7 separate regions of the Mus musculus genome follow, and regions 1, 2, 3, 5, 6 and 7 are each linked to region 4. The links are chromatin contacts, called in public ChIA-PET, HiChIP or PLAC-seq and promoter capture Hi-C maps. All regions are on one chromosome and are shown on one strand. The core of a region is the stretch at or near the end of the contact, and the rest is flanking DNA. Distances in the headings are between cores, read along the strand shown. Region 1 overlaps Stk3 (serine/threonine kinase 3). Region 2 overlaps Stk3 (serine/threonine kinase 3). Region 3 holds the start of Pabpc1 (poly(A) binding protein, cytoplasmic 1). Region 4 holds the start of Cox6c (cytochrome c oxidase subunit 6C). Region 5 overlaps Gm52178 (a long non-coding RNA gene). Region 6 overlaps Stk3 (serine/threonine kinase 3). Region 7 overlaps Stk3 (serine/threonine kinase 3).

What was found. Promoter capture Hi-C pulls out the DNA fragments that hold promoters and counts their contacts. ChIA-PET counts read pairs in DNA pulled down with a chosen protein or histone mark. HiChIP or PLAC-seq counts read pairs in DNA pulled down with a chosen protein or histone mark.
Region 1: a promoter capture Hi-C map of the HPC-7 cell line shows a contact between it and region 4, with 4 times the contacts expected there. The contact joins the enhancer-like site here to the promoter of Cox6c in region 4. A contact is called at or near these places in 7 of 39 promoter capture datasets (the 3T3-L1 cell line, the HPC-7 cell line, cranial neural crest and 3 more), 2 of 115 datasets of contacts at active chromatin or transcription factors (astrocytes and large pre-B cells) and 2 of 9 other capture datasets (adipose tissue and macrophages).
Region 2: a contact with region 4 is called in a promoter capture Hi-C map of hippocampal neurons, with 3 times the contacts expected there. The contact joins the enhancer-like site here to the promoter of Cox6c in region 4. A contact is called at or near these places in 10 of 39 promoter capture datasets (the 3T3-L1 cell line, 3T3-L1-derived adipocytes, the C10 cell line and 5 more), 1 of 15 datasets of contacts at CTCF or cohesin (large pre-B cells), 1 of 484 Hi-C or Micro-C datasets (nephron progenitors), 4 of 115 datasets of contacts at active chromatin or transcription factors (astrocytes, embryonic stem cells and large pre-B cells) and 2 of 9 other capture datasets (adipose tissue and liver).
Region 3: an RNA polymerase II ChIA-PET map of memory CD8 T cells shows a contact between it and region 4, with 7 read pairs. The contact joins the promoter of Pabpc1 here to the promoter of Cox6c in region 4. A contact is called at or near these places in 3 of 39 promoter capture datasets (the 3T3-L1 cell line, hippocampal neurons and pre-B cells), 2 of 484 Hi-C or Micro-C datasets (Sertoli cells and olfactory sensory neurons) and 1 of 115 datasets of contacts at active chromatin or transcription factors (memory CD8 T cells).
Region 5: a contact with region 4 is called in an H3K4me3 HiChIP or PLAC-seq map of embryonic limb bud, with 4 times the contacts expected there. The contact joins the enhancer-like site here to the promoter of Cox6c in region 4. A contact is called at or near these places in 5 of 39 promoter capture datasets (the C10 cell line, cranial neural crest, frontonasal cranial neural crest and 1 more), 1 of 15 datasets of contacts at CTCF or cohesin (the NIH/3T3 cell line), 1 of 484 Hi-C or Micro-C datasets (embryonic fibroblasts), 5 of 115 datasets of contacts at active chromatin or transcription factors (acute myeloid leukemia, embryonic basal ganglia, embryonic limb bud and 2 more) and 1 of 9 other capture datasets (adipose tissue).
Region 6: a contact with region 4 is called in an H3K27ac HiChIP or PLAC-seq map of large pre-B cells, with 6 times the contacts expected there. The contact joins the enhancer-like site here to the promoter of Cox6c in region 4. A contact is called at or near these places in 10 of 39 promoter capture datasets (the 3T3-L1 cell line, the C10 cell line, the HPC-7 cell line and 6 more), 2 of 115 datasets of contacts at active chromatin or transcription factors (astrocytes and large pre-B cells) and 2 of 9 other capture datasets (adipose tissue and macrophages).
Region 7: a contact with region 4 is called in a promoter capture Hi-C map of pre-B cells, with 3 times the contacts expected there. The contact joins the enhancer-like site here to the promoter of Cox6c in region 4. A contact is called at or near these places in 13 of 39 promoter capture datasets (the 3T3-L1 cell line, 3T3-L1-derived adipocytes, the C10 cell line and 8 more), 1 of 15 datasets of contacts at CTCF or cohesin (large pre-B cells), 1 of 484 Hi-C or Micro-C datasets (nephron progenitors), 2 of 115 datasets of contacts at active chromatin or transcription factors (T-cell acute lymphoblastic leukemia and embryonic stem cells) and 1 of 9 other capture datasets (liver).

What each region holds. Positions count from the first base shown.
Region 1 is chr15:35,028,875-35,032,646 of GRCm38.p6, reverse strand. All of the region lies in intron 6 of Stk3 (serine/threonine kinase 3), which reads left to right. Among named protein-coding and RNA genes, the nearest start is that of Gm52204, 120 kb to the right of the region's middle. Within about 2 kb of position 2,131, at least 5 of the 459 cell types and tissues checked have an H3K27ac peak or open chromatin away from gene starts, as enhancers often do. A contact at or near this core is called in the HPC-7 cell line, where this site is marked.
Region 2 is chr15:35,064,213-35,067,845 of GRCm38.p6, reverse strand. The region is part of intron 6 of Stk3 (serine/threonine kinase 3); the gene reads left to right. Among named protein-coding and RNA genes, the nearest start is that of Stk3, 90 kb to the left of the region's middle. Within about 2 kb of position 1,620, at least 13 of the 459 cell types and tissues checked have an H3K27ac peak or open chromatin away from gene starts, as enhancers often do.
Region 3 is chr15:36,607,121-36,610,385 of GRCm38.p6, reverse strand. Pabpc1 (poly(A) binding protein, cytoplasmic 1) reads left to right here and starts at 1,413. Exons shown (of 15, transcript NM_008774.3): 1 at 1,413-2,072. The coding sequence starts at 1,880.
Region 4 is chr15:35,936,469-35,940,097 of GRCm38.p6, reverse strand. It overlaps Cox6c (cytochrome c oxidase subunit 6C), which reads left to right and starts at 1,852. Exons shown (of 4, transcript NM_053071.2): 1 at 1,852-1,973; 2 at 2,814-2,943. The coding sequence starts at 2,827.
Region 5 is chr15:35,270,074-35,273,545 of GRCm38.p6, reverse strand. The region is part of intron 1 of Gm52178 (a long non-coding RNA gene); the gene reads left to right. Gm33497 (a long non-coding RNA gene) reads right to left here. Exons shown (of 3, transcript XR_875131.2): 3 at 3,243-3,472. Among named protein-coding and RNA genes, the nearest start is that of Gm52178, 24 kb to the left of the region's middle. Within about 2 kb of position 1,340, at least 20 of the 459 cell types and tissues checked have an H3K27ac peak or open chromatin away from gene starts, as enhancers often do. A contact at or near this core is called in embryonic limb bud, where this site is marked.
Region 6 is chr15:34,951,001-34,954,367 of GRCm38.p6, reverse strand. All of the region lies in intron 9 of Stk3 (serine/threonine kinase 3), which reads left to right. Among named protein-coding and RNA genes, the nearest start is that of Gm52204, 42 kb to the right of the region's middle. Within about 2 kb of position 1,412, at least 23 of the 459 cell types and tissues checked have an H3K27ac peak or open chromatin away from gene starts, as enhancers often do.
Region 7 is chr15:35,086,079-35,089,826 of GRCm38.p6, reverse strand. The region is part of intron 4 of Stk3 (serine/threonine kinase 3); the gene reads left to right. Among named protein-coding and RNA genes, the nearest start is that of Stk3, 68 kb to the left of the region's middle. Within about 2 kb of position 1,311, at least 5 of the 459 cell types and tissues checked have an H3K27ac peak or open chromatin away from gene starts, as enhancers often do. A contact at or near this core is called in T-cell acute lymphoblastic leukemia and pre-B cells, where this site is marked.

The sequences.
Region 1 (3,772 bases), core at 882-3,381, 910 kb after region 4:
TTGCCTCCTGCCATCTGATTATCTCAAGTGCTTGCTGCCCTCAATATTTCTGAGTTTAGCCTGTCCTTCCTATAATCCCAGTTAACTCAGGACTCCTCAGAGTCCAGCTTTCTCTGTGATCCTTTGATTGTGGGCTCTCGTGAACCTGAGTTGTGTGTCAGAGTTCTTGGCAGTCAAGCTTCCTCTGAGACCCTGTGATACCGATGTGACCCAGGTCCTGTTATCCTGGGATCCTGTTGTCCTAAGGTCCTGGGCATGTTACAGTGCCTGGAAGTGGTGTCTCCTTTGAGGACCGTGGAGCTGGCTGTTCTGTTGGAAACCAAGGTAAATCAGTACTGTTCAAAAGGAATCTGAGCCTTTAGTCAGGAAGGGCTCTGGTGTCCTTGTTCCTGCTGTCACAGGCTGGTTACAATTGGATTGGAACCAATGTTGTGTTTCACTCACCAGTGATCCTAAGATCGTGTGAAGAGTCCTCTAGGGACCGTGGGTGTGTCCGCAGACTCTGTGCCCTAGGTGACCCGGTGCTAGCACTGACTGGAAGGGACTTGTGAGGATATTTTCTAATTCCACCCATTTGCCTAAGAATTTAATAAATTCATTGTTTTCAATAGATGAGTAGCACTCCATGTGTCAGTGTACCACATTTTCTGTATCCATTCCTCTGTCTTGGGACATCTGGGTTCTTTCCAGCTTCTGGCTATTATAAATAAGGCTGCTATGAACATAGTGGAGCATGTGTCCTTGTTGGTTGTGTTTGATCCATGGATATAATTCAAGCATTTAAAAGACATATATATATATTGATTTTCCTCATTACATATATAAAATATGTTCATAAGCATTATTTGTAGTGCCTCTTTTCTTTTCCAGGAAATCTGTTCTTTTGTATAATCCTTTGATGGCCACAGCCTCCATTTTTCTTTGCATACTAGGATGACTACTAGAGTGCACTAAAGGTAATGGCTGAGAGCTAAGACCTGGGTAACTTGACTTAACTGCTTGCTGTTCTACCTTGGGGAAATCAACTCTTTTCTCAGTTGCGACATTTTCATGACCTAATAGGAGCATTTAAAATTAAATTATTTAATGTATGCCCTGTACTTACCATAAGGCAGTGAATACATGTTAATTGCAGTCCTGTAGCGTCCTGTCATCACTGTCATAGAGATGCCATGCTTGACCACCATGTTTGTGCTGTGTGCTCTTTCCCATCATTGCCTTCCCCTGTTACTTTTTACATTTTGTTTAGTAATTTATTCAATATGTTTGCTGTTGATGTCCTTCAACTGGAATGCTTAATCTTAGTTTTTGGTGTTTTTTTTTTTTTTTTCCCCAAGACAGGGTTTCTCTGTATAGCCCTGGCTGTCCTGGAACTCACTTTGTAGACCAGGCTGGCCTCGAACTCAGAAATTCACCTGCCTCTGCCTCCCAAGTGCTGGGATTAAAGACGTGCGCCACCACTGCCCAGCTTGGAATGCTTAATCTTTAAAGATTCTATTTTCTTCATGATTATCCCAAGTATTTAGAACAGGACACTCTAGATTTTGTGTGTGTGTGTAAAAGAATTAGTGACACAGCTAATATTTTATTTGACTGTCAAAAGTGAGGTATAATTTTAGTATCCAAATATAGCCATATCTTGTTTACCTCACTGGAGAAAGATATTTGAAAAAAACTATAACCATATAACAAATTTATGAGGAGGAAACACAAGTAGTGAACCTTTTGTATTTATTACCAAATCTAATAGATTATATTGTAATAAAGAAGAATTCTCAAATATAAATATTATGCTAATTAATAGTCACCCAAGATAATTAACTTGAAAAGAATTAAGAGAACAGTATTCGTTAAACTGAAGGAGAAAAATCATCTAGAATAGGAAAAAAAAAGGATTCTCAATAAATGTCAAAATGGTAAAATTCAACAGTTTCTTAAGTACATTAGTTTTAAAAAGTATATAAAAACAAAACTCAAAGTTTGACAGAAAAATTCTGAACCGTTTAATAATAGCTATTATTATTCAGTGTTTTAAAAATTGAAATGATCACAGTTACACAGATAGAGAAATAGGGAAGTATGTTTGCTGTTTTAATTATTTGCTTAGTTAGCCCGTTTGTCTGGTGCTCTGGTGGGCTAACTTGCTTGCAGGAAATGTCCTAGTCCCTAAGAGGAACTGGTTTGTCCCCACCCTCCCTATCTGCTAAGGTTGCCTGCATTCCAAGTGGTGCTTTGGGGTACTTTTTAGTTTTGTTGATTGCTGTCCGTGATGTGGATTACATGCCATTACATGAAAACATAGTTATTTAGAAGTGTATTTAATTTGTTTTTTATTGGCTTTAAGCTAATAAGGTTGTTCCTTTGCTGACCTGGATAATTTAGCATTGTTTAGGGAGCTCTGATCTCCATTTTAATAGATTATGAATGCATTGTTTTGCAGTGAATATTCAGAAATTTCAAAACGACTGTGGAAGATACTGCTTGTAGAGCTCTGGAGGATGGGGTAGGAAAGCAACAGGAATGCTTAGCTTCGTAATCTGTAGCAGGTAGTTTGTTATGTCAGGAATAGCCTGCCCTGCTACCTGACATGGAGAATGGACCAGCATCATAGAGCTAAGACACAAGAGATGTGGGATAGGGAGGGAAGGCTAGTGGTTGGTTAGATGGACTCAGTGTGCTGGAGCCCTGACCTTTCCTGTTATAGCTAAGCCTGAGAGTGTTCAGAGCTGAGGCCAGGTCGGTTTGCTGAAGATAGGGACTGCCACTCTCAGTGATGAAGTCAACATGCTGACACTTTGAAGGTATGCAGACAAGAACTAGACTTGATAGAGCCGATGCTGTCAGGAAGACAGGCCAGTAAGGAGCTGTGGAAATGTCCCAAGTCATTTGTAAAGAACAACTGGATTGCATGTCTGTTGACTTTAAGGGTACTCTTATCAGAGTCATTTTTAAAAATCAAAAGCAGTTGAATTTATTCTTTGCTTTTGTATGATCACAGTGAATAAGGAAAGGCACTAGACAGAGTGAGGAGTTCAGCCTAGCCATTGGGCTTGGGAGTGTCTGACTACTCAGTAACAGCTGAGGATTGGCTGGCACCACCTGACTAGGCTTAGTGCTTAGGTTAGGTTAGATCACAGTGTGTTGAGATGCTTGTTCTCCTTTTCTTCAGTGGACATTGAAGGCACTGATGAGCTTGTTTTTAAAACGGATTTTGTTGTAGTATTATCACTTCTTATGCTATAGTTACCGCTTGCTTGGTCAGTATTGATTGAATATCACTTTTATTTTCAAGCACTGAGAATTCAACTGGGAATAAGTCAGAAACAGCGTGTTACAATGTAGCTTGCAGTTGATAGCTATGATTGAGTGTGGATACTTGCAAATATTCTTTTGATCTTTTTCTCAGATTTATTTACTTCAGTTGCCATCTAATATATGATAGAGTGTTTAGCAAAAATGTATTTGTATATGTTTATCATTTAGCATCTAACAGCTTTATACACTTAACGCCTACGCTACAGTATCTCTCAGCCTGTAAGGGCTGTGTTAGGTCAGAGTTAGGTTTAACATGATTTGCTAAGCCTTTATTCTAAAAGTGCTTCTTGGGTCCCTGCACCTTTAAAGGAATATGAAACAAAAGCTTGGCCACCCTACTAAGACATTAGTCATGATTTCTGATTAGAAGTTGATATTTAAATCTCTCCATCTGGTTCTGTTGTTTAAATGAGTCTGGTTCAACAGAGCAAAACAAAAAGTCAAGTGATTTAAGTCC
Region 2 (3,633 bases), core at 371-2,870, 870 kb after region 4:
ATTACAAATGAGTTGTACTTGTTTGACGTTACATGGTGTACTGGCTGGTTTTATGTGTTAACTTGTCACAAGCTAAAGTCATCAGAGAGGAAGGAGCCTCAGTTGAGGAAATGCCACCATGAGATCCAGCTGTAAGGCATTTTCTCAATTAGTGATTAATGGGGGAGGGCGCAGCCCATGGTGGGTGGTGCTGTCCCTGGGCTGATAGTCATGGGTTCTAAGACACATGGGTTCCTGGGATTCAGATCTTCATGCTTGTGTGGCAAGTGTCTTGCCCATCTCCCAGCCATAGGGTTTTCTGTTTCTTGCCTTTCATTGACCTATTGACTAGCCCAGTTATGTAAACTATGACTTACAATGTAAAATGAACTTTTTCTTTAGCAGAGAATTTAACCAGTTTGGCCCTTTGAATTTTAGTGTTTGGGTAGTTTTTAAAAATAACTTTTTATTTATTGATTTGTTTGAGTCAGGGACACAATTCATGTGTGGAAGTCAGAGGACAATTTGAGTATCTCCTTCCACTGTGTGGATCTTGAGGATTAAATGAGGTTGTCAAGCTTAGTAGCAGGTGCCTTTACCTGCTGACCTATCTCATTGACCAGATTATATATTTGAGCAAATGAAAATAGGGGCTCCTGGAAACAAGGGTTCCTTTATCTAGAGTGATTGAGAATTGTGTGTTCACTAATAAAAATATGACTTTCAAGAAGATTTATGATCTTTTTCTATTTGCTTGATCACAGTGTGTAATTCTGAATTTTAATCTGAAATATGTGCGTATATACACATATTGTATGAACATGGCACCCATTATCTTCCCTCCTCTTCCTTTGTTGTTATTATTTTAACTTCTGAAAAGTCTAGATTAATAACTATAATTAGTGTTAGAGGTCTTCAATTAGCTGTTTAAAGTATGCCCTTGTCTTGCTGGGTGTGGTGGCATACACTTTTAATCTGAGCACGCTGGAGGCAGAGGAGGTGTGGTTCAAGGCCAGCCTGGTCTGTGTGTTGAGGCCTGCCTCAAGAGATAATACAAAACCAAACCCCCCTTTGTCTGAGTCCTTAGAGCATGTCATCTACCCTGTGTCCAGCAGCTTTTTAATGAGCCATTTGTCTTGTATTTCCTGCTGGATTTTAGTTTTAAAGGAAGTGTGCCACACATGTTTTCTGGATCGATCCTGACACAGTGACCTATGTATAAAAGTATTCAGAATCAAGTATGTTGGCTATGTGAATGTGAGCCAGGTTCCCTTTTCCATCTCGAAGGTGCTTTTATGGTGTTAGTATGAGACATGGTGAGCTCAGCTTCTTCTTTCTTACAAAATTAAATATTTTACTTATAACTTAGGGACAAGGAAATAAACAAAAACCTTGACAGTAAATGCTAATAAAATACAACTTGAAACACCCCTCTTTTCCCTGTAGCCTGCTTTTCAGCCTTTTGTTTAACACAATCTATTTAAGTTTTAAGTTGATTTGGGTTTTGAGTATTTTAGAACTGTGCCCTTACTGAAGGAGATCAAAATGAGAGTACTGCCGTTCCCTAGTGCTGACCTGTGGACGCAGCAGGGGGATTGTTACATCGTATGGGAGGTTTCTGTCTGTTCTAAAAGCAGCTGTGTGTGTATGCTGACCATCTCAAGTACTGCTGCATTGCCAGTTACAGTGATGTCCAGGGTGGAGAGCGAAGGTAGCAGTTGTGACAGAAAACATACAAGGTCAGTGAATTTGTGGCTTGGAGATTGGTATGTCGACAGGTGTTGACTGTAACTTCAAGTGGACGACACGTGAAAAGTCTATAATATTTTTCATAAGAAATAGGTTTTCTATCTTTCTATCAGGTTTGACTTTTGGAATTATATTTATACACACACACACACACACACACACACACACACACACACGACAACTGACAAGACATACTTAAATGCATCTTGCAGCTAGATGTCCTCAGACTGTCTTAGAGAACTACATATTGATTATTGATTATGTTTGTGCAGATTGTGTGTGTTGGTGTTTAGTTTTCAATATAACTTTTACATGAGTAGACCCTTCTTCATTACAGATGGGATTGAATAAATAGCATTAGTACACAAAGTTGAGCTATGTAGTGAAATCCAAGGAATACATGATGAAGGTGACTTTGTAAGCATCATAGTGACGTATATATTACACATCATCATTTTCATTGGAAGTTTTGTGAATATCTTAAATTCTGTAATCAAATAAATGATATTAAAGAAAGAAGTAATTTAACATAACAATTGTGGCTTATACTGAACATATGTTCTTGTTAATAGGTTTCATTATGATCTTTAAGAACTTGTATTTAGTTTGTACATTTTGGTTCATTTGATACCCTCAGTTTTTCTTAATTTTTATTAGCAAGTTGTTACAGTGGTTAACAAGAAGTATACAGATTTAAGCTGCAGTAGTTTCCCAGGGTTATATGATCCAGCTTCACAGGCTTCGGGAACATATGTAGATGCTTTTCTAGTTTGCTTTCGCTCTGACATACAATTGATATAGGCAAGCATGAAAGCTTGGGCAATTTTTCCTTGCTTTTTCTGGATCTTACTCAGGTTCTGTGGTATTTATGTAAAGAACAGTTTTGTTCCTTGGGAATGCATGTTGAAATTACCATGTGCAGTGTTTTGCTGTAGGCCCATTGGCACTGCCACAAAGGTAATGCATTGCCAGTAGGCCATTTCCTTGTCGGCTGCATTTACAACTTAATGGAAATATTACATGACTTTTTAAACAAGTGTTTTGGCAGGGAGGAAATGGCAGATTCCGTACAAACAAGCATAGCTTCCTATTCTTAACCACACTACAGCTACTCAAGGAATTGTAGTCGGTCTTCAGTTTGGGGTAGAATGGGGAGTCAGGTTGAAATAGGAATACATTGATGTTTACTATAAATAGTCATGTGTTTTTATTGCTGGATTTTATTACTGTTTAGTTGCAGTCATTGACAACTAATATATTTATGCATCACAGCTTAGATAATTTTAATGTAATTTAGGAATAACTGGATTTTGATTCATTGAAAAGTCCAGGATCACAGATAGGTCCTAGATGGTAACACTGCTTTTTATAGTTTTGTTTCTTAGCTTTGGCCTTGCTATATGATTGGTCCTTCATGACTGCCTAAGCATTACTTTTGGTTGTTTTAAATTGTGATTTTTGGCTCATGAATGACAGCAAAGAAATTTGGGTGATTTGTTCACACTGACATCAAACCTGATAATATTTCTGTCTCATCTTTTGGTCAGTCTGCTTTAGGTCTCATCTCATAGTTTGAAACTTGAAAGGTCATATTTCCGTTTTTTATTTGGAAGTTACTTCGTCATATAATTATTTCACTTCCACAGTCCTCTGACTGTTGAAGCACTTGCAGTTTTGAGTTTATATAAAGTTTATGTAAAGTTTATACTTTTGGAAACTGCCCACAGGAAAGACACTGTGCTTGACGGTCTAACATTTCTGTGGCCACATTCTTTTTCTAGTATAAATCTTTTCTCTTTTGTGGGGAAGAGAGACAATTTTGCTTTACTCCTTTCTCCTTTTTCTTTTTTTTCTTATTGCTCCTGACTTCTTATCCAATTGCCCGTCAGCTGTAGCAAGTTACAC
Region 3 (3,265 bases), core at 164-2,663, 670 kb before region 4:
ATCTTCCATCAATATGGGTGGGGAGGTGAAGATGGGGGAGAGGGGACAGCATCTGTGTAAGAGTCTCCGGACTTAAATTCTAACTGAGAAGAGTTATAACTAATTTACACTAGGCAATAGGCTAGGCTAACGATCATTGAAGAGCTGAGCAGTCATTTAACTTCTGACACCATTAACGGTAAAAATAGTACTATTTGCTTCACTTCCCACACATCATTGTCAAAGGATGTTTATAGAGGACTTCAAAAACTGTAAAACCTACTAAAGTGGAGTTTTTGGGTTGATGTAATGTCATTTCTACGAGTTGATATATTTGTGCCTATCAATCATTTATATTAATCCCCAAACCCTGGCATCCAAGAGCTAGATTAGGGTGGCCCTGACCTCAGAGATCTGCAAACCCCTCCTGCCTTTCCAAAGCTGGGTTAAAGGCGTGGGCACCACGCCTGGTGAAGTGGGTTAAAAGCGTGGCCAACCACGCCTAGTTAAGCAGGCTATCCAGGTTTGTTTGGGTAAGAGTGACAGATACCGAGTAATTATGAGAAACGCATACTTTAAAGGAAAAAAAATTTTTTTTTCGAGTCCTTTTTACCACTGTAAAAAATGTAGGAAGTGGCTAAGTGATTCCAACAGAACATCTTAAGCGCCAGACTCCCAACTGCCTTTATCCCATCCCCTCCCCTCCCCCTCGTCGGGGCCGCGGACCCGTGCTGGGTCACGCCCGGGACGGTTGGGGTCCGGTTGAGGTCAGCCAGCCCGCGGCCGTTGAGAACTCCAGCTCCCGGCAGGCACCGCTTCCGCGGCCCACGCGCGTGGCGGCGCTGCCCGCTGGGACTCGTAGTGCGGTCCGGGTAGGAGAACGAGGCAGTTACCCTGCCTCCTTCCGCGCACACCTAGGAAACCCGGCCGGCAAGGCTCACGCCCGCCCACCCGTTTCCAGCGCCGCTCGGGGGTGGGGGGCTAGCGAAGCAGAACCTCAGCCGGGGCGGAGGGAAGAGGCCGCCACTAGACGCGCACGTGGGGGGCGGTTGGCGCCCAGAAACCCGGAAGCCCCGCGCGCTGCCCACCCGCTGCGCTGACGGGTTAACGCTCTTTCGGGCGGGGGCGGGGCGTGTGCGCAAGGGGCGTGACCAGCGGCCGCGCCGAGGCCGCCCACTGGCCGTCCCGCCCTTTCCTGGCTTTGCGCAGCGGGAAGTCGGCCCCTGGCTGTGGCGCCTGCGCAGAAGCCCCGCCCCGCCTCGGGCCCAACCCCCACGCCCGCAGCAGCGGCAGCCGCCGCCACCTCTCCCTTCCTCTGCGCTTTCCTCCGCCTCCTCCGGCGCCGTCGCTCGCGTAGGGCCCTGGCGTCAGACGCGCGTGGGCGGGGCGAGTGCGGCGGGGGGTATAAGTAGAGGGTGCAGGAGGCGGTGCTTCCCCTTCTCCCCGGCGGTTAGTGCTGAGAGTGCGGAGTGTGTGCTCCGGGCTCGGAACACACATTTATTATTAAAAAATCCAAAAAAAATCTAAAAAATCCTTTGAAAAAACCCAAAAAAAATTTACAAAAAAATCCGCGTCTCCCCCGCCGGAGACTTTTATTTTTTTTCTTCCTCTTTTATAAAATAACCCGGTGAAGCAGCCGAGACCGACCCGCCCGCCCGCGGCCCCGCAGCTCCAAGCAGGAACCCAGAGACCGAGGCCTTCCTGCCGCCCGGACCCAGCACCGCCAGCCTCGCTCCCCCGGTTCCACGGCCGTTGAGTACGCGTCGATTCCGGTTGAATTTTGTCCCTCTGCGCTCGCCCCCGCTCCCCTCCCCCCGGCTCCGTCCCCCGGCCCCGCACTCGCTCTCCTCCTCTCACGGGAAAGGTCGCGGCCTGCGGCCCCGCGGGCAGCCGTGCCGAGATGAACCCCAGCGCCCCCAGCTACCCCATGGCCTCTCTGTACGTGGGGGACCTGCACCCCGACGTGACCGAGGCGATGCTCTACGAGAAGTTCAGCCCGGCCGGGCCCATCCTCTCCATCCGGGTCTGCAGGGACATGATCACCCGCCGCTCCTTGGGCTACGCGTACGTGAACTTCCAGCAGCCGGCGGACGGTGAGCGGCAGGCCGGAGGGTGGCGGGCGGGCGGCCATGCGGCCGGGGCGGCGGGCCTAGCGGGGCGGGCGAGGGGGCGGGAGGGCACGGCGCCGCAGCCCCTCGCGGGCCGGCACTTCCTCCTCTGCGACCATTTTCTCGCCATCGGTCGCTCTCAAACTTTAGGGCGATGACGCGCCCGGAGGGTGGTTGAGATAGCCTTCACCGCGCTCCCGCCACAAGCTGTGGGATTCGGGGGTTTCGAGTACCCTCCTGGAGCGGCGGGTGGAGGTACCCCTCCATCCCCTGCCCTGGCCCGGCAGTCAGGCCGGGGAGGAAGTACGATTCAGTGTTGGGAAATACCACGTGTTGAACCCTGTAACCTCACAGGCCCGAGGCCTGTTCCTGCCGGTGGCTCAATCGCTGGGAGGAGCCCTAGGCTTTAGAAGAAAGTTAAATAGGGTGATGCCTGGTGGTGGTGGTCCTTAGGGTCGTAAGCTCGTTCCTAATAGCACATCTCTGACCTGTGGACCAGGAAAGGCACCTTATACCATATATAATTGCTTGGGGTTTTCCCTAGATGAAGTATTCTTTAACCATGCCGTGGAGGAGGGGATGTGGAAGACTCTAGGGCACCAGACTCCTTGGCTCATTTTCAAACAAATTAGATCTTAAGTTTAATAGAAGTCGTTATTTAATGTATACATATGTATATTTTTTCTAAAATAGCACCTGTGGTTATGAATTTTAAACATGTTGACCAGTTTTGGTCCTAAATATTAGGGTAACCTGGATCAAATTATGCTGAGTTAATAGCATCCAACTAATGAAAGCTTCTTTGATTTTTCTTTCGTAAAGTGGTTTGGAATATCCATGAATCTTGGGCAATAATTAAGAAGTAACACATTGAGTTTGTTTTAAGTTTGACAATTCACTGAAACAGAAATCTAAGAATCAGATAAGATCTATGGCCTGATATCGTTGGGTTTTTAAATCTAGATGACTCTGATTTAGAAGTCAGCTCTGGGTTTTATTTTAGTAAGGAAGACTGGAATTAAAGAGTGGTCACTAGATTAAAGGTGAGATTTGGGGTAAGCAGCATCTTAAGTGATGCTCTGGTAAGCCAGAAGTTGTAGAAGGGCACAGCAGGTGGCCTGCCCCTTGCTCTCTAAGGGGCACTTTTAGTGTCACTTCATTACAGCTTTCAACTCTGG
Region 4 (3,629 bases), core at 603-3,102:
CTTCCACTAACACCAGTTTCCAGGTTCCTGCCCCTGACACTTCACTTCCTAACAACCACTGATCCGGAGGAAAGCAGAAGTTACGTTTGTGGTTTGGCTCTGAACAATTATGTTAAAGGCCATAATGGCCCCCTAGCCAGGTGTGTACCAAGCTAGATAAACCCCCCCCCTTTTGCCTCTATAAATGCTTGCCTGAAACTGGGCTTTGGGCCCCCTCCCATTCTCCTGCATCAGAGAAGGTGGTATGTATAGCCCAAGCTCAAGCTTGAATAAAGGGACCTTAATGTAATTGCATCGGAATCAGCTCCTTGGTGGTCTTTTGGGGGTTCATGAATGATTCCTGGCACAGCAGAACCTTACCTTCATTGTTAGGGACTAAAGGTGTTCACTAAGGGCGAGTCTGTTTTTTTCCAGCCAAATCATACTGTAATCTAGGGTGTCTACATTTGGCTGGATCATATACGTCTCAGTCTCCTTGTTGCTGGATTAAAATTCCCCTACATTGTATCAGTTCAAAGAACGCTCAGACTGTTCACTGTCATATAAAATCTGCTTGAAGGCTAAAGTTGTATTCTAAGTTTAAATTACTGGGCTTAAGAGATCTATCAATCAAACATGCCTCTAACCTGTAAGCCTCACTTGCCCAAGGGCAGATAATCTCTGGAGTGCTGGGGGCTGTTACTTATGTAAGATAGTGAACTATGGTGTTTTCTCTTCTGTAAACAACCTCACTTGCCCCAACTTTACAGGATAAGCTTGATCACACACAGGTGGAGGTAGGCTGGAGGTTCATAAGGAAATACATTGGGATCTAAGCGTGCCCCTGATTGGACGAAGGTGGGAAGTACTGACCCTTTGGGGGTTGCCTTTATAAGCCTCTGACTGAGTTGTAATGTGGCGATGTATTTTGGGATTCCTAGGTATGCACCTGACAGTGTCCACTGAACTGGCCAATGCTTAATAAAGCTTGTTTTAAATTTGGTTCAAAACTTACAGTAGCCGTTTTCACTATTCTCACCGGGTGGGATTAACCGTAGCCCTGGTACTCTGATCCCGTGAACCTTTCTTTGTAACCATGGGTTCAGTTCAGTGGTTTCACACCTTCAGTTATTCTCCATATAGTGTGATGGTGCATGTGTCACTGCTCAAGCAGGGTTCCTAAGCCCTCTCAAACCCTGCATATATATAAAGTAGGCTTACTCAGCTGACTTAAGTAACACCTGTGAATCTAGTTGATGTCACTGAAGTAAGATAAACGTCCCAAGGCACGAAAAGTCATCTTTAGTCGGCTTTCCAAAAACATCCCTGTTGTTCCCGTTCACACGTTATTTTTTATTAAGAACCCGACACAAATACCCATTACGATTTGTTAAGCAGATCATTGAGTCTGGCAGTGGAGTGGGATCACATCTCTAGTTTGTTCCACAGCATCGGTTCTAAAATTACATGTTAAACTCTGAAATTGGCCTTTCTCGCTCTTTGCCAAAAACCAAGCGTTTATTGTGCCGAGGTAGTTGTAATGAAAATGCTTATTCATGTGGTTTGGGCAATCCTTTGACACAAATGTCATGTCCCCCAAGATATGCCTTTTCTCAAGGTTGGGCATTTAGAAAAAAAAAGCTCTCAGATGATGTAGTGCCTTTATAGAGTATATTATTTTTTCCCCACATGTGAAATATATACGAATTCCTTAATAAGTTCACAACACCGGACAAGATTAATATTTGTAATTTACTGAAGAAACCTTTGTAGGTAGTCAGGACTCGTTTTCAAGGTCCTGTTTAGGGAAAAAAAAAAAAAAAAAAGACATAGTGTAACTGGCATAAATTTCAGCTGTGACCGGCTGGATGCGCGCTTGAATACTTTTGGACTCCTTAGGCCACCGTCGCCGGGTCCTCCATCGACTCTTGCGCATGCGTGCTGCTGGAAGGCTCTCCGTTTCTCCGAGAACCGGGAAGGACGTTGGTGTAGAGGTGAGAATGGTGGAGAGAGAGAGGAGATTCTGGGGTTTGACAACTGCGGGTTTCTCGGCTTCTCGTGGGGGCGGCGAACTAGGATGTCTTGCACGTCACAGCCCAGTGGAGCCTCGGGCCTGCCTTCCTCGTGGGCGCGTTGCCCCCGCCGCGTCCTCAGGAGGCTGCGGGCCTGACCGGCCTGAACTCGGGCGGCCCCGCCATCTCCCCGCGTGCGCTCTTAGGGCTCCGGAGGAGCTCTGCGGAGCCTCAGGGTCTCGCTGGTGGCCGGCCGGGCCCGTTTCCCCTTGTATTTTGCCGCGGCCAGGTTGACCTTGATTGGGTCGTTTGACCTGCGGGGGCTGGTGCTCCAGTTGGATAAGGGGTGCGACCTTGGAGGGGACTCAGGCACCGAGGGGCCCCGGTGGTCGGCCTGGTGTGGGAGTAGAATTGGGAAGCTGGAGGGTCCCCGATCTGTCGCGCCTGCTCCACCGGCCCTCGGGGCGCTTGCTGGGCTCTAGTCCCACAGCTTCAGTGACCTGAGTTCTCCCCGAAGGCTTTTCTTCCTAAGGGTGAATTCTGAAAAGGCAACAGCTAGGTCGCATCTGCCTTTCTGTGGATGGGGGACACTTTTGTCATGGTTTTTGCTCATCGGTTTGTTGCTGGTTACCGCCTTGTTGCGGGTAGTGGAAATGCGTAGGAGAGGAGCGGGCAAAGATGAAGTTGCCAAAGTCATTGACCTTGCAGGAGGGGTTAGGCCGCGATTGTAGATACTAAACTACGTTGTGCATGTAGAGTTCATTCAATCACTTAACCTGTTACAAGCCTTTTTTTTTTCCCCTCCTTGTTTTACTCGCAAAGGACATTGGCTACCATGAGTTCCGGTGCGCTGTTGCCCAAACCACAGATGCGTGGTCTTCTGGCCAAGCGTCTGCGGGTTCATATTGCTGGCGCATTCATTGTGGCCCTGGGAGTTGCCGCTGCCTATAAGGTATGTGCTTTAGGTCACAAGCTGTTCGTTTAAAACATTATTTTTTAAACCTAGTTAAGAGCTGTTTAAAAAAGAAACTCTATCTTCAAGATATTTCCCTCATTTACCTTCCAAAGGCTTCAACGTAACAGAAACCCTATCTTCAAATGAAAATGCGCCACAGTCATTACAGGTTCCCTCTTCCCAGGTATCAAGGTAAAGCTGACAACCAAGAAATCTGATGTTATAATTTACTCTAAGTCTGGAGATCTGAGCACCAAGGGAATGTTGGTATACTACCCAATACAGAAGCCTTGAGGGGAAAGTGTTAGCAGTTTTAACTGCTTATCCCAGTGTCCTGGTACAAGTCCCAGGGTTGGAAGTCTAGGAGGTTTGGTGTCTGTTGGGAAAAGAAGATGGGTGTACCTAGCTCAAGAAGATTGAAAATGTGTCTTGGGGTTAACCTTTTTTTATTTGGTCCTTTTATGCATTGGGTGACCTGTTTACACTCTGAAGTGGATCACTGTTGGCCAAGTTTCTTCCAAAACCAGCCTCATAAAACTCTAGCTGTCTGAACATCATTTAGCCCTGTCATGTAGATGCTAACTTAACTATTATATATAGTGTGGGCTTCAACAGACTTTAGAGAGTGGCACTGAGGAACCTCCCTTTGGTTCTTTTATTGGATGACATTGGGATTTGAAAAG
Region 5 (3,472 bases), core at 91-2,590, 670 kb after region 4:
GGACAGCTTCACAGCTTACATTGCCTTCCTTAAGCAGTGACTGGAGGGAGCTGGCTCGAGATCTGGTGAATCAGCACACAGACAGAATGTTTTTATGTTCTATGAGCAGACTGCTGGGTACTGCATTTTCTTCCCACCCCCATGCTTGTCACTCTTGACTGTAAGATGAGGGTTACAGTGTCTGGCTTTGAAGTCTACATTCACAACAACAAAATGGGAAGGGGAAACTCCAGAGGTTCTCTTGTTTTATCTGGAAAAAACAAAACAAAACAAAACAGATTTGAAAGTCAGGAAACAAGATATCTTTCCAGATGTGTTTCAGAGGGTTGCCCCTTATGTCACAGTGTTAGACTGGTGCCACCTGGACACACTTGTCTGTAATGGAGCCCCACCATGCAAGCTAGGCAGGTACTTTACAACTGATTATATCCCAAGTCCTTATAGGGAAGTGTTCTAACCCCTGGTGTTAGGGGAAAGGAGAAAGGAGGAAGCAGCTGGAAGTGGCTTAGCTCCAGCTAACAGAGGCCTGTGCAGTATGAATTCCTGTAGGTCCTCATAGCCTGCAGCAATTTGAAGACAAATAGTCTATTTATTCATTTAGGAGAGACTTGCAGGCTTTCTTCAGGCTATACCTCAAAGACATAATAGTTAATAAGGCAGATTTAACCCCTGCTTTCAAAATACTGAAGGCCCAGAAGAGAAGACAGCACAGGTCAATAAAAATAATTATAATAAACCATGATGACTTGCTGTAATGATTCTCTAGGATTGAACCCCAGAGTCAGTCACAGCAGACTAATCTGCAGCTTGGAAACACAGGGGATATTATTAACTAGACCTAGGAATTTGAAAACATGATACACCCACCTATTCATGTAACAACTGACTCCCTAATGTGTTTCAAGGGTATGCTTCAATCCGTGTTACAATTAGGCTCATTTTCGCTTCTAGGAGTTGGTTTTAGGGGATGATTTTCATGTCCAACTAGTACCTCCCAGCTCTACCCTTATGCTAATAACTCAAGCACTGACAAGGGGAATCACAGTATCCCAAGCTGAGGCTATGATCTTCTCCTGGTCTAACTCCAGCTCCTTGCTCTACCTCTCCGTAGACCAGAGTATATGGCTAGGTGGTGAGTGTGGCTGAGGGCCAGCACAGGAGCCTGAAGCTGTCGCTCAGCATACATGGGTAACATTTCAACACACTGGGGCTTGTGGGAAAATCAGACAGCAAAGCTGAAGCCCTGAGAAAAAACCATCAATGGATTCCACCAGGCCCAAACAACGCTGGTCCACTGTGGCAACATAAAAGGCCAGCATCCTGGCCGTGAGTAATGTGCTCTTGGCAGCTGTTAAAAGGGCCTAAAACCCCACTGGCTCCCAGATCCAGTGGGGCAGGCCAGGTGCAGGCTGACAGGAGAGCTCTGTTGATTCTAAAGGCCAGAGATGTTATTTTGAGGTTTGACTGTTTATGTCTCATTACTGCTAATTTCCATGAGTTTGCAGGCCATTTTCTGACACCCCCAGGCCGTGGTGGAGAACTCCGTGTACACATGAAGGCTATTCACTAACCTACCTCCCCAACCCCCCAGTTTTTTGTTTGATGAGAGCCATTTCTGGGAACACAACAATCTTCATGTGGAAATTTCTTAAGCAATTTTAGCTTGGGTTTGTGGGTACCTCTCTGAAGTCACTTCTGGGTATGAGTGGAGCTGGCCTGGGACACATTTAAACCCTGTTTACCTTCTAATTCTCTTCCTCTCGGAATGGTAAGTATTAAGATAGTGATCTGGGCAAATACATAGAAGTGTTAGCTTGCTGTTATAGTTAGAACATTCAATGGAGAAAATTCAAATTCAACTGAAAAGTCAGGAAGGGGGCGGGGAAGTAAAAGAAGTAAAAAGTTACACACAGGATCATATGTTATAAGCAATGAACAGGAGAGACAGGGCTCTTTCCCTCAGACTTCTTTGTCCCCACAGTGTCCTTCTCTGAGGGCCTCAAGCCTCCTGGTTCCTCATCCCTCTCCAAGCCTACCTTCTTTTGTTTTTAATAAAAACATTCCTAGTTTTTATTTATGTGGAAAATTCTGAACATATTCAAAGTACACAGAGCATACATGCATCTGCCTCCCTGTTCCAGTTTCATTACTATTTATCCTGTGAGTGTGAGTGTGCGCATGTGTGCACATGTGCCTATGTTTTTTAAATTACATGGTCATGTTTATTTCTCACCTAGTACGAATCTTTACCATGCCATTACTTAGAAAGTGCAACAGAGACCTTAGTCTGACTGTTTAATTTGAGATCCCCAGAGTGTGAAGTGTTGACCTTAGTGTTTATTGGATGTATAATAATTAAGAGTGGTATTCAGAGGGCATAGGGAAAGCAAGCGGGCTCATCTCTGGTAGAGACTGACTCCACATAGCTTGCCTCTTGCCTTCTTTTTTTATATGTTTGCATCTTTCCCAGCAGGTTTACAACAAAGTTGGCAGCTGAAGTTTTTATACTTCATTTAATTATTCATTAAAATTTTAATCACTTTATTTACTTATTCATCTCCTGTGTGTGTGTGTGTGTGTGTGTGTGTGTGTGTGTGTGTGTGTGTGTGTACTTTTGTGTCAGGTGGAGGTCTGAGGTAGCTTGCAGGAGGGAGTCAGTTTTCTTCTTCTACATTGTGGGTCCTGAGCATGAACCACAGGTAGTCACGCTTAGTGAAACATTCTTAGCTAGTTTAGCTGCCCCACGTGCTGTATTTTGAAGAAACTTCCATACTTGAGCTTTCTCGGGCTTATTAATGCCACAACAGTTGGGGGAATGCCTTTAAACAGTGAGGAAGCCCTGTGGAGCCGCTGCTCTGAACAGGAACTCAATATACAGCCGAGGGTCTCTGAAATGGGAACAGAAGTCATTTGCTCTCCAGCCTCAGACTCTGAAAATGCTGCCGAAGGTAAGAGAATGGACAAAAGACCCTTTAAGTGTGGGATAGCCATAGGTAGGAAGGAAGAGTGGGTAGTAGGGTGTATAGAAGAGCTGGATTGATGTTCACAGATGGGTGCTCTCTCAGTGGGTGTCTGGTGATACAAGAGTGATGGATACACCCATTGGAGGACAACTTTTATAAGACTCAGATTTTAAAATTACACACACATAGTCAGTATTAATAAATTTTTTTTGCATTTCACAAAATTTACTCAAATAATAAAATAATTAACATTCAAGTAGCTTCCAAGAATAAGGAAGTAAATTTGTCAGTTTGCACACTCACTTTGAGTGCATCGGCCTTGCCTTGGGGGGTGGGTACTTCTTCACTTCTGCGGGGAAGTCAAACCTCAGAGAGAGAGAGAGTTTAAGGGTCTGTCACTTATCCATCAAGGCTGCAGTCCAAAGTCAGGAACTTGGTGTCACATAACACATAAATGAGACAGTGCTGGATGAAAACAGATTCATCTCCTAGTGTTCAGGAATGTTCTG
Region 6 (3,367 bases), core at 163-2,662, 990 kb after region 4:
ACATAGCAGTAAATACAACATGAACTATACCTCTCATGTGGCTTGTTGCAAATACCCATAGTATTTCTGGGCCATTAGAAACCTCCACTTTTCTCTATAGAGGCAGTAGGTATCCTGTGTACGGTGAGGTTACAGTAGTTTGGAGCTCCCTATGGGCACGTATGTCCTGGGCCTGAGGGTGTTTGGTGTAGTGTAGGCCAGTGCATGTTGATTGTGCTGTATGTTTTACTACCACAAAACAGAAGCTGAACACAGAAATACTCTCCTTCCTTATGCAAATGAATATCTTCTAAGGCCTCCAAAGAAAGATTTCCATAGATACAATTAACATGTTTATTACTCTCTTCTTTTTGTTTAACTGAAAGCTCAGCTTTGATTTGTCTGTTTTCTCTCATACCCTCATTGGAGATGGAAAACAGCTGGCTCGTGTTCTCTTTCCCCAGTGCCTTTGTGAATACTTAACTGTTCTTAGACCCTCCTGCTGGACAGTGCGTCCTGTAAACGTTTGAGCAGCTATTCCTCCTGAACCTCTCACCTTCCTCAGGAGGCTCAGGACCTTCCCTGGGTTTTGTGCATCCTCTGTTATTTTAAAAGATAAAGCTAGGGAAGAAAATTCATGTTAGTGGCTTGTATATCCCATCCTGATTTTTTGTATGTGTTTATTGTACTCTTAGCAACAAATTAGAGGGCAGACTTCCAAGATCATGAATCAGGTAGAACACTTACATCTTAAGTGACTTGTAGAAGGACCAACTCGCTCATGCCCATGAGTCCCTCAGCTGTTGACAGTCGGTGTGCTGCGTCATGAGCAGTTACTTCCTTCTTTATGCGCCATGCATGCTAAGCGATTGAAAAGTCAAGCACACTGCATTGTGTTAAGTTATTTTAAAATTCCTTCATACATTTATTTTTTCATGAAGACCTTATTTGCTTAGAAGAAGTATGAAACACTAAAAACTAATTATAATAGACTGGCATATTTTACAAAATTATATTCTACTTAATTTACTATCCTTGTAAAAGATTAAAGGAATGAATGAAAGAGATAGAAAAGAAATTTTTAATAAAGTTTCAAAGTCATAGAGGGAATGAATGGTGATTTTTTTTTCCTTCCTTTGCTGCTAATGGGGTTTTGGTTATATAAGCAAGTAAGTTAAAATAACTAGGCCTAAATTGAGGAACTAAGTAATTTCAAATATTAAGTTTATTATTACAATAAACTATTTTAATAAGGTAAGGTCAGAACTTAACTGTAGCCGGAGAAATTGATGTCAGTTTTAGGTGTCCTTTCAGTAGTGTAAGAAGGTTGCCATAGCAACCAGTCTGCTTCCTTCTCTCTGCAGGACCTGAGTTCTCATGCGTTCCTCTCTCCCTCAGCTGCAAGTAAGAATCATCATTCAGCTTTCCCCTGGGGACTCAGCTGTGCACCGTGGCATGTGTTTCATATTGTCCAGTAAAATAGTAACTAGGCAGTAACAGCCACCCTCCTGTTAACTGTCAAAACAACTTCAAACTCTTTTCTTCTAAAACAGAGTCTAAATGTTAATACTGAGTTTTAAAGTAAAACAGAAAATCTTTACATATGTAAGCACATACATTTGAATAGAAATCTTTCTATAAAGTCGTGCAAAAAGAACAGTCTAATGTGACAAACTGCCTCTTTTATTTAAGCTGACTTTTAGATTTGTTAACTCTCTGTAAGAATGCTTGTTTCTTAGTAGTAGAGTATTGTCTAGACTTTTTTAAATTTAATTTTATATGGAATTCATTTTTTACACTCCCCGCCCCTCCCCTCCCACCCTCCAACTGCTCCACATCCCACACCTCCTCCCTACCACACCCACATGGATATCCCCACCCTCCACCCCCTGTGACCTCTAAACTGCCTGGGGCCTCCAGTCTCTTGAGGGTTAGGTGCATCATCTCTGAATGAACATAAACCTGGAAGTGCTCTACTCTATGTATGTTGGTGCCCTCATATCAGCTGGTGTGTGCTGTCTGTCTGGTTGTCCAGTGTTTGAAACAGTTATCCTTTATTTAATGTATGTGTTAAATGTCTTTCAAGTTTTTATCTGCATCATTTATAGTTTTTAAGATTTATTTTTTGTTGTATGTGTGTGAATGGTTTTTTTCACTTGTATATATATGTACATGGATGTATAGGTAGTGTGTGCCTACCACAGGAAGAGGCAGTAGAGGGCTCTGGCTGCTCAGGACTGAGTTACTGATGGTTGAGAGACATCATGTAAGTGCTGGGACCTGGGTCCTCTGCAAGATCAACAAGTGCTCTTAACCACCAGGCTGTCTCTGTAGCCCTACATCCCATATTTCTTATAGTGCTCTTTAACACTCTTTGTTTATAAAATGTAAAGTTTGACTGGATGTAAGATGAAAATGGCTGCTGAAGTTTCTGTTTAGTTGAGGCCATAGAACTTTTGTAAGACCAGAACTGGGGAAAAAAATTCCTCTCAAAGTTAGTGGATTCTAAATATAAAATAAGAGCAGATCCCTCTCCCTAAATCATCCAATGTCCAAGATAAACCAGCTCAACATCTCAAGCTTTTTATATTATTATTTGAAATAGATTTTCGATCTTGGGCGTGAACTCAGCGGGCCCTAGCACACCCAGGATCTTGGGATCACTGGTGAGTGGAATGCAACATCTGTTCCAAAAAATCTTGGAGGGTCTTGTGCCAGCAGGAACAGGGACAGAGGAAACCCGCCGACCAGTGGCTGGGGTTCCTTCAGGTCAGCACCAGCCCTGCACCATCTTGGCGGGAACTTGGCAGGCCCTAGCACACCCAGGATCTTAGGATCACTGAGACCAGTCTACGCATGAGAGCACGTGGGCAACAGAAGCAATAGAGCTTCTTGGACAGGGTCCCTTTGGGCCTTCATCCTCAGGCAGAACTGAGACCCAGACCTTTCCTGCCAGAGGAGAGTCACCTCCAGGGAGGGCTCTGACCCCAGGACTCAGGAGGTAGATCTGAGCTCCAGACCTCTGTGCACCTTTCCTGCAAAAGGAGAGCTTGTCTGCAGAGAGTACTCTGACCACTGAGACTCAGGAAAGAGTTGGTCTACCAGGAGTGTTGTTAGAGGCTAAAGAATCACAGGAGGAACAAGCTCCAGCCAGAGACAGCTAGAACATTAACACCAGAGATCACCAGATGGCAAAGGGCAAACATAAGAATCTTACTAACAGAAACCATCATCATACTCCAGTACGCCCACCACAGTGAGTCCTGGATACCCCAACACACCCAAAAAGCAAGACTCCAATTTACAATCATATCTCATGATGCTGGTAGAGGATTTTAAGAAGGGCATTAATAATTCACTTAAAGAAATACAGGAGAACACCGCTAAA
Region 7 (3,748 bases), core at 62-2,561, 850 kb after region 4:
TCTGGAGTGTCTGAAGACAGCTACAATGTACTTACATATAATAAATAAATAAATCTTTAAAAAAAATACCTACCTTGATAGCTTTAGTCTAGACCTCCTTTGGTTCATGAAAAAGAGTTGTTTTGTAAGTGCAAGTTAATGTAACTATTATTATTATTACTATTACTACTGCTAAATTTCATTTAAAACAGTAATTAAGTATATTTGTGGGATTGGTATTAGAAAGTTCCTTTTGAATGAATTTAAAATAAGCAATTATATATTAAGTGCATTTAGCATCTTTAAGCATTTATGCATCTTAAACATTATATATTGTTATAAAATTGAAGCTTTTAAAAGATAAGCTATAATTTGGATTAGAAGTTTTCAAATGATCAGTATGTAATTAATTATAAAGCTGTGCACTGACATGAGGAAGAAGGTTTGTATCTTAGGTGCTTATCCTGCACTTGGAAACATTCTAAGCAGTGCTCAATGCTGTCCTCTCTTCTTTGGGCTAATTTTTATTTTGGCAGCTGGTTTGCACTCAACCCAGCCTTCATCATGCTGAACTAGACTGATGGTCTGGCAAAAAAACATAATTGAGAAGAACTTCAACTTCCTCATCTGTTAAGTGGCAATAACACTTTATAGTTCTTTGCATGCTTGACAGTTTTATTTATGTGTCAGTTGAATAGAATGATGTAAATAAGACTAATAATTTTTTTTATATTCTTTACATCTTAGATGGTAATGTAAGAAGATAAATACAATTCTGTAAAGAGTTAAGAGTTCTTAAAGAGAAAGGGAGAAATATTTAGCTTAATACAATTAGGAGAAAACTAGTTGCTTAGCAAATTTAAGAGAATAGCCGTGATTGACTGATAATCCATTCAACAGAGCACACTTTGTGGCTTATTTTGGTTATTACTTTATCTCTAGCTTTTCAACAGCACTTAGCAAGTAAGATGCTCTGTAAATATTTTAAAAATTGGAGATTTAGCGACCAAAGGATCAGATGAGAGAGGGAAAAAAATAGCTTAGGCGAGGAAGTAAGGGCCTTGAGTTCTGTTTCCATTTCTAAAGTCTAGTGTAACCCCTTGCTTACCAAAGGAGGATGGTCTCAGCATCTGGTTTAGATGGCTTTTCCTTTCCTAATCAGTTCCTTAGGACCATTGCCATGTTGGATGGGTCTGTGTGAGGAGCATGTTCTTGTTAACGTTTGTTTTTGCTGGAGATTTTCCCACTTGTCTTCTCATGGTGTCCAAAGCAGTCCGTGTCTCTGTGGTTTTCTAATGTCTTCCTGTTCGCTCCCCACTGTTTCTGTTCTTAGATGTGTGTACACTTTCTGGAGGAGTCTTTCTTGGATCTTCTTGATTTCTTGTTTTAATGTAGACTTGTTGCCTTTTAGGTCTGCTGTACAGCTGCAACCTTGGGCTTTCTTTCCACTGGATTCCTGGGTTAGTGCCACAGTTTTCTAATGTTTCCCGTTTCCTCTTTGCTTTTTAATCTAATCAAATTGTCTTCTTTATGAAATATAAGTTCTACTATTTGAGTTCTTGCATATCTGAAATTATCTTTAATTTATTTGCTTTTATATGTAGTTGGTAGCCTATGAGGATTTTTAAATAAAAGATAATTTTTTTCTTAAAGTAAGAGACTTGGCTCCATCATCTTCTAGAATCTGGTGGTGTTGATATGACTTAGTGTCTGTCAACACCTTACTTATTTGTGGCTCTAACTGCCCCTGAACATTTTAGAGCATTTTTTAAAATCCTTTTTTTAGCCCCCCCCCCCCCTTTAATCTTATGTTTCTTATATTTCACAAGGAACAAAGTTTCTAAGAAGAAGCCTGGGCTTGATTTAAATCTTTCTCAGTGGTTCTGCTCAGGATGCACTGTATTCTTGAGCATAAACACTTGTGTTCCTCACCTTTCGAAAAGCTTTTTTGATATTTTTCCTGCGTTCTTCATTAGATGATGATGTGTTTCATCCAATTGATACATATATAAAATGTGTAGAATACATGCACACATATACATAAATATTTTGTCTGTATCATTGCCTTTGTTAGAAGGAAGTGAGAGAGGATTTATTGTACTTCATTTTCTGACTTTTCTAATTGACTGTTTATCTCAGCAGTTAGATTTTAGTTCGAAAGAACTTCTTATTTTTATTTCATTCCCATAACAGTGATATTGAAACATACATTCACATGCTTTTCAATTGCTGTGCAGATGGTTTTGTTTTTATTTACGTTATTCTTTGTTTTGTGAGTCATCTAGTTTGCTACATTCACCCCTTTCTTTGCCCCTCCCCTCTCCGCCTCCCCTCCTTCCCTTGCCTCTCCTTTCTCTCTTCCCTTCCTCTTCCTTTGCTTCCTGTCTTTACTTCTTCCATGCTCAATGTATGAAGTTCAGGTTTGTTTTTGCACCATAGTCAGTGTTGTTATGTCCTGACCCTCCTGCACATCTGTGTTATCTGCACACTCATTTACTTTTATACTTTCAAATTTAGGAGTTTAAATGACTATCATTTAAAAAAATATTTTTGTTTTATGTATATGAGTGTTCTGCCTACATGTGTATGTATGTATGTATGTATGTATGTATGTATCTATGTATGTATTTTGTGTGAGTCCCTGTGGAGGTCAGAAGAGGGAGTTAGTTCTCTTGGAATTGGAGTTATAAATGTTTGTTAGCTTTCGTGTGGGTGCCAGGGACTGAACTCAGGTCTTTGGAAGAGCAAAGGCCGCTGTTAACCAGAGAGCCTCCAGCCTACACAGAAGCACTCTGAAGAGTGAGCTGTTACTGTCTTCCAAGTGAACAGTGCACTCTAGAGTCCTTCTAGCAGGTCTTCTTCTCAACCTTTGAGAGATCTCACTACAGTTACACAGTTGGGTTTGTACAAAAATATTGCAAGGCAGAAGATGAGAAGCAGACTTACATGTTGAAGAACGCTGGTCCTTGTAGGGATCCCTGTGGGGTTTCCAGTCTCCATAACTTATTTGTCGTCTAGTTGAACGTCATCATAGTGTCCAGTACCTTTCCATGCAGATGATAATTATCAGGTACATTTTGTGTCTTAAAACATAGGCACCAGTTTGTCCCATTAGAGAACATTTTAGAATCTGTTTTTACCAGAATGAAGTGTTTCTATGATCCTAGACTGGTTAGGGATATGGGGCTATCAGACAGGAAATACTTAACTGAAGATCCTAGAAACGAAAGTGTGTGTGGTTTTCCCTGGAGGCTTGTGGTAGATTTATTATTTTTTAAATTAAATAATTAGAAAGTCAAGTTTTCTTTGCTTTTTTTGTTTTGTTTTGATCATAACTTGCATGGCAAATTCTGTTAGGTTTACAACAGTAGTAGTTGGTTGTTTCAAGCCCATTTGAGACTTTTGGTAGATACTGTGACATAGTATTTACATGGTACTTGTTACATGTCAGGTACTTTTCTAAATATTTTACATTATGTTACAAAATTTAGTTGTCATAAGGTCCTCCAGCTATGAGATAAGAACTATGGTTGATCCTTTCTCCAAAGGAAAATGGAGTCAACAAGAATTAAAAGTAGGTTTGGAGGACAGAAAACACCTATCCTGTAAATCTGAGCTATAGTTGTCAAAAACACGGAATCTAGACCAGAATTCAAAGGTTGAAAGCATGCCTTTGCTGTGCAGTTACTGTGTTTTAACTTCTTTGTGACTTAGTTTATGCATTAAGTGCAGTGAGATGATTACCTCATTGAATGTTTTTAAAGATAAC